2 separate regions of the Pan troglodytes genome follow, and region 1 is linked to region 2. The links are chromatin contacts, called in public Hi-C maps. All regions are on one chromosome and are shown on one strand. The core of a region is the stretch at or near the end of the contact, and the rest is flanking DNA. Distances in the headings are between cores, read along the strand shown. Region 1 holds the start of ANO4 (anoctamin 4). Region 2 holds the start of GAS2L3 (growth arrest specific 2 like 3).

Region 1 (3,444 bases), core at 872-3,371, 140 kb after region 2:
CTCCGCCTCCCGGGTTGATGCCATTCTCCTGCCTCAGCCTCCCGAGTAGCTGGGACTACAGGCAGGTCCCCTCAGTCTTAATTCTACTGTGGCACTGAATATCTCAAGGACTTGTAATGGTGTTACGTGGGGACAAGTTCAGGTAGCCTTAAGAGAGGTTAATTAATTAAATGCTACTTTTTGGTTCCTGCTAATTAGAAAGAACTGCCAAGAAGAATTAAAGTGCAATTCGTAACTCATTATGATGGCCTTTCCTCATGACTCCATCTGAGCGGCAGCGATGGTAAATGGAGGAGAAAGCGCTGGATGTCAGAAGATAAGTTACAAACGGCCTTGGGGCCCAGCGCGGGCATAGAGGAGACTGGGGAAGCATCTCCAGGCTTAGGAAGGGGCACAAGAGGTGGAACAGACTTTAAGACGAGTGCCCAGACAGGGCTGCTGAGGTGTGGGGATGGTGAAGGGAGAACAGAGGCGCTGCCCAGGTCTGGGGGAGGCTTGGAGCGCTTGGGGAAGGCAAGCCTGGCCTGCATCGGCCCCCAGGCTAGGTGAGAGCAGGAGCTGAGAGCAGGAGCTGAGAGCAGGTTTCCCAGTCACTTTAGGCTCAAGGGTGGGCGGTTGCAATTTCAGCCTGGGGTTGGGTAGAGTGTGAGGCTGAAAAAACCTGCGGGAGAGGCCAGTGGGGCCCTCAAGGGGCAAGGTCAAGGCAGGGAGCAGCCACCAAGACAGAGCCTCAGTTCTGATAGTGTCCCTGTCCCACCAGATCCCTGCAACCGCCCTGCGAGGTGAGCACAGCTGCAATGCTTAGCTCCATTTTACAGATGGGGAAATGGAACCTTAGAGACGGTGTCTTAACCATGGGTCACCCGGCTGCTGGCTGGCTGACCGAGGGCCAATAAAGGACCAGATCCCACGCTCCCACTATCCTGGGCAGACCTGGCCCTCCTTAGGGGCTGGCTCCTCCGGTCGGCCGCAGTCTCAGCCTTGCGCTCACATGGGTAAGTGTGGGCCCCGACACTACATCCTAGAGCCTCGTCCACCGGTCACCCGCCGCCGCCTGGCTGCCCTCACCGAAGAGTGGGGAGGCAGGCGGACGCGGAGGTTGGAAGCGCCCAACTCTGAGGGCTGGAGAGCTGGAGAGCGCGGGAAGCTTCCCAGACAAACGCCAGGTTTTGTCTCCGCCAGATTTATTTGCCCTCGGTGCCTCCACCCGAGTAGGCGCAACCCCAAATGCAGTTAATGCCTTGACACCATCGCCCCCCAATTCCTCCCGCGCGGGCGTTTTACAAGGCCTGGTGATCACGACCTTCGACCCCGAGCCAGGAGGCCTCTGGGCCTTCCTTTTGGTGTGGTCTCAACTTTACACTTGGGAATGGCAAAGCCTCGCGGCAAGGGACGGGGTCGGGGTTGCACCTGACCCGAGGAGGCGTTGGGCGGCCTTCCTCTTTCCCCTGCTTCATCCCGCAATGGGTGCCACCGACTTATTGGGTCTCGTTCTCGCTCTCCCACTCCTTTCCCTCTCCTCAGCCAGCTGATTCTAGACGGAGACCCAGCACAATAGGGAAGGCGGGCTGAGACCAGCTCGGACATTCCATCACTCAACCTTGTGTGAACTCGCGCCCTCATCAGATGCTGGGCAGGAATAGGACACCGGTGAGCGCCTCGTGGTAAGACAGAAGCACAAATAGAGATGATAAGATGATGTACTGGGACACGTCTGAACTGTTGGGGTCAGAGTTCGGTACTTAGTAGTCACCGACTTCACTAATAGAAGTGCGCAGGAGAAGGTTGCTACTCTCCCCTGTGCTTTGGTCTCACAGGCAAAGCCTTCTCCAGACTGTCCCCTGGGCTGGGAATCGCGCCCAGAGTCACGGGCGGCCAGACCCACCCCATGTGTCCCCCGGCGCGCTCTCCAGTGGAACTTCCCTAGGAAAGGAGACCGTCACGAGAGGCTGTGGCGCGCCTGGGACTCCCCGACCCTTGCCACGACATCCCTGCCACCCCTTTTGGCGTGAACCCACCGGGGATCCCGCCCGACGCCGACGGCGCTGGGCCAAATCCGCGGCGCGCCTCTGCCGGGCACCTCCCACCTCCAGCTTCGCCCCTCCCCTCTCCCGGCCGCGCGTCCTCCGCGGCTGGTTCAATCCCCGCTGGGACCCGGAGCGCGGCTGCCGGTCTACGCCCTCTCTCCCGCCGCTCTCGCAGCGCAGCCCGGCCGGGGGCCCCTGCGCGCCGGCAGCTCTAGGGGCGAGCGCGGCGCGCTGACTGGGCGTGCTCAGCCGCGGAGCGCCCGGGCGCCGCTGGAGCCAAGCGCATGCACTCGCCGGGCCGGGCCGTCCAGGGGCGCAGCGCGCAGGGGGCCGCTCTAGCCGACGCCCTGGCCAGTCTGGGCAGGACGCGGGCCAGGATGGCCTCCCTCACCGCATACGGTAACTGGGGCCGTCGCGGGTTCCTGGGGCGGCGGGGCGGAAGGGAGGGGCCCAGGGAGCCGTCGAAACACCCGGGGAAACTTCGGGGTTCGCCTCTGCGGAGGGGTCTGGAAGGGAGGGAGACGGCGGCCGTGCGCGCCGCTCCTGAGGGGCCGATGTTCCGCGGGGTTTCGGGCCGCGGGTAACCCGGGAACCGGGTGTCTGCGGGAAAAACGCTTCAAAATTTGGGAGGATCTGGGAGCTTCGGGACTCCACAAACATTCCCCTCGCTTCCGACCACTCAGGGGAAGGGACGCGGGTGTTAAGTCCTCCTCTAGCGGGGTGAGGCTTGGAGTTGGGAGATGTGCGTTCAGCCAGCGCTTATCTTGTCCCTGACTGACCTTGGGCAAGTTATTTAAACTTTTCAGCCTCTGCATTTCTCCGTCTGTAAATCAGAGAGATGAGAACATCTCTCTGACAGATGCTGTGGAGTTAAAATAATATGCACTGTAACATGTTTTTAATGCAAACAAAGAAATCAGTTTGGAAATAAAAGTTTATGAAAAAGGAAGGCATTCATCGTTCCCCTGCCCATTGTTTTGTTAAATAAATATATATGAATAGACATATACATATATACATGTGTGGTATTGCATGGTTCTGAAGGAAAACAAAATCACTGTGTGAAGGTTTCAGGCTCAGCTAGAAATCCTAGCGCGCTGGGGAAGCCAGCAAGGCTTCTTATCAACGTTCTTGCTTGTGTGGATAAAGCAATTCTCTTTAGCCCTTTATCAGAAATACTGCTGAGACTTGGTTATAGGAAGCAGAAACTCAAGTAGACCTCCCTCCCTTCCTCTTGCTTGCAGTCAGTTGTTGCGATAAGATCTAGATTTGGCATTTTAAAGGGGAAAGCTGTGAGCAATTGATGGGGAATGTTCTGCAGGGACATCTCAAAGCCTGGGATGGGTGGGACCGAAATTGCTATTCTTTGGTGTGGAATCTTCATTCTCTAGGCCAGTGATGTCCCCTGCTCATTTTA
Region 2 (3,377 bases), core at 502-3,001:
TAATTTAAGGGATTGCCACCTGTCTTACTACCATCTTCAAACATCTGTGAAAATATTGTTTTTCCCCTAAAACACAAATCTGTTCCTACCAGCCCTTCCTTATAATCATCCCAATTGCCTGTGGGAAAGAAACTAAATTCCTCAGCATCTACCAGGCCTTTCATTTGTGCCTACTTCTCCCATCTGATCTGCCTCCCAATCTGCAGACTTCAGTCATTCAAAATGAGTATTCTCAGAACATTTCATGTACTCTCACATCTCTGGAACCTTGTCTTTGTTGCTCTCTCTGCCTGGAAATTAATTCTTATTCCCAGTTATCCCTCCCTCCTGGCAGAGTCTTAATTCATCTTTAAAAATTCAGCTCCTTTCAAACCTCTGCCATCACCCTTCAAGACTCTTAGGGGTTCCTTCTTTCATGGACCTCCACAGACTTCCATTTGGCCTTTACCATGCTGCTGAGCACTTTGAAGCCTAAGGCTGTTTTCATTTCAGTTTCTTTAGCAAGCAACAGTACATCTCATTGTTTTTGTTGAGTAAAGGAAGGAATGAATGCTAGAGAGAGATGTCATTCCAGTTCAGTGCCCACCATTCACAGATGGAGACCTGAGGCCCAGAGAGGAGACATGATTTGAGGAAGGCTAAAAGACTGAATAGGGCCGGGTGAGGTGGCTAACGCCTGTAATCCCAGCACTTTGGGAGGCCGAGGTGGGAGGATCACTGGAGCCCAGGAGTTCAAGACCAGCCTGGGCAACATGGCAAAAACCCATTTCTACAAAAAACACAAAAATTAGCCCGGTGTGGTGGCACAGGCCTGTAATCCTGGCTACTCTGGAGGCTGAGGTGGGAGGATCTCTTGAGTCCGTGAGATCAAGGCTGCAGTGAGCCGAGATCGTGCCACCGCACTCCAGCCTGGGTGACAGGGCAAGACCCTGTCTCAAAAAAAAAAAAAAAAAAAAAAAAAAAAAAAGAAGGGCCTGGGCTGCAACACAGGCCTCGGGGACAAAGCCAGTGATTTTTTAAAAAATTTATTTATTTATTTATTTATTGCTATGAAACAAGCCACATTTACAGATATAACCGACTTGGGATTGTTACACTGATGTCTAGTCTCGGCTTTATTTCAACCCTGGGAGCTAGTAAGCATCCTTTACGTTGAAGTTCATTGTTTTTTTGTTTTGTTTTGTTTTGTTTTCAGGCTCCGGTGTTTGCTGAAGAGTCAACATCCTCATTTTGTGACTTGGGACTACAGTATTCCTCCTCATCCCTCCACACCTGAGAAGAGGGGCCTCTCTCTGAAAGATTTCTGCTGAGGACCCTCATTCCTGCTGGGTTCCAGGCTGTGTCTCTGGAAACCGTGGCGCCCTCAGGTCAGCCAGCTCCCGAGTGGATGTGGGGTTGGGAGCGGCTCTTAACAGACCAGGATAAAACTCAGGGAAGCGCCTTCAGCTGCACCGCAACATTTCAGGACGCTCAGAAGCAATTATTACAGGCGAGGTTCATTCACCTCTCAGGCCTGTGGGAACAACAGGACGGGCTGTGGCTTTCGAACTGGCTGTCGCTGAAAGGCCAGATTGGAGGACCTGCTCTGACTGAACCACTTCGCCTTTCAGTGAACAGAGGGACTTGGCCACCGAAGCTCCGAGACGCCCGGAGGCGCAGCGCTGGACGCGCTGACAGGCGAGCGCCCACGGGTCGCGTGCTTCCCGGCAGCCCGGGGGCGGGGCCTCAGACCACGCCCCCGCCTTATGATTGGTCCCTTCGAAACAGGCGGCGGCGAGCGGCTACTGACCCTGAGGCCCAGGCGGCGGCGGCGGCGGCTGTTGGTTAGGGGCGTGTTGGCCCCGCACAGATTGAGCCGAGTTGTCGCCCCGCTGGGAGAAGTGACCCTCCTGCGCCTGGTGAGTACTTCCCTGTTTGTCTTCTCTTTTCCTGGCGAACTTTTACTCGCTGTCTCGGGGCCTCCGCGCCTCAGCCTGAGGGCTCCAGGAGCCCCCAGCTCTCTGAGGCCCCGAAGCTGAGGTTTGTTGGGTCCCCCGACTGCGGGAGCCAGGACGCTCTGCGTTTGCCTGGCTGCGGCAGTCGCGTGCTCTGATTGGCTCCTGGGGCCGTCAAGGTGACGTTGCGCCTGCCTTCACCTGTCCACCCAAGTGCGGAGAGAGGGGCGACAGGTGTGCGGGGCGGTTGGGGCTGCTGGTGTGGGCGAGCTCAGCTGGGGAGGAGGGATCCAGCCGCTACTCGCCCTGCTTTAAATCCAGAGCGGTATCAGAGCCCGAAGGTACTGTGGGGTCTTCAGGGGCACCCTCATCCCTAAGCGCCTGGCACTTAGAGGGTCTGTTTTTTTCTGTTCATCATCCTCGGAAAGAATTGATGAAGTCTCTGGCCCTGCAAAGAGAAAGAGACAGACAGTTATTCTTGCCCTCTAGCAAGGTTTATAGGCTCTTCCCTGTTTTTTCTCCCAGTCCATGCAGGGTCTAGAACGCCCACATGTGCGGAACTGGGGAATAGAGCTGGAGACCCTGCGCAATGCCTTCCGCCCACAATCCTCAGTTTGGAGGACTGCCCGGGGAGAGGCTGGCAAAAGAAAGGGAAGGCTTGTAGAGTGCCTTGGAAGTCAGAGGAAAGTTTTGGAGGGCATGCTCCTCTATGCAGTCACCCGTGGTTCCTTTCCTAATCTTTTCACACCGAGGGATTGAATGTTGTAAATTTGAGTGCTTTGTGGCATGGCATGGTGAAATAGCTGATCCCCAGTGGTTGCAAAGAGATGATTTAAGGTCAGAGCCTGGGTTTTGCTTCGCTTGTGTGGAGAGCAAAAAACAAACAAACAAAAACAACAAGAACAACAGAACCGCTTTGTGAATTGCTATCTGATCACCTGTCTTGGCACTTAAATGATTAGAAATTGAAATTCTCACCACCTCAGATTCCCTTTGGGAACAAATTGGAACTGTTTCAAATGACAGAAGTGGAAACTCTAGTGATCTGGTGTAGATGCCGATACCTGTTGTCTGACTCATCTGTTTCAAAATCTCATTAGAAACCAACTGTCATTGAACAGTAGGTGTTTGCTATCTGACATTGAATTAGAAGTAGTAATTTTTTTTTTTTTAGCGTGACAGTTGCTAAGCAGGGGGGCTCTGAAATCAGACTTCATTGGATATCTGACTTTAGACACATTATTTAATCCTTCTAAGCCTAAATTTCCTAGTCTGTGAAAGAAGGTTAATAATAGTTCCTACTTTATTGAGAGGATTGTTGTAAAGATTAAATGAAATTCCACGTAACTAATTTAGCACAGTGCCTGATACATAGCTATTATTATTTCTCTGCTGTTTAACTTAGACAAAAAGTTTTGAGCTGTCCCCAAAGGATGGGGAGAG

What was found. Hi-C and Micro-C count contacts between places; a contact is called where the count stands out from the background.
Region 1: a Hi-C map of stem cell-derived neural progenitor cells shows a contact between it and region 2, with 2.4 times the contacts expected there. The contact joins the promoter of ANO4 here to the promoter of GAS2L3 in region 2. A contact is called at or near these places in 2 of 7 Hi-C or Micro-C datasets (induced pluripotent stem cells and stem cell-derived neural progenitor cells) and 1 of 1 datasets of contacts at active chromatin or transcription factors (stem cell-derived excitatory neurons).

The regions. Positions count from the first base shown.
Region 1 is chr10:107,540,617-107,544,060 of NHGRI_mPanTro3-v2.0_pri, forward strand. It overlaps ANO4 (anoctamin 4), which reads left to right and starts at 2,122. Exons shown (of 28, transcript XM_063787015.1): 1 at 2,122-2,426. The coding sequence starts at 2,312.
Region 2 is chr10:107,397,559-107,400,935 of NHGRI_mPanTro3-v2.0_pri, forward strand. GAS2L3 (growth arrest specific 2 like 3) reads left to right here and starts at 1,752. Exons shown (of 9, transcript XM_003313885.7): 1 at 1,752-1,898.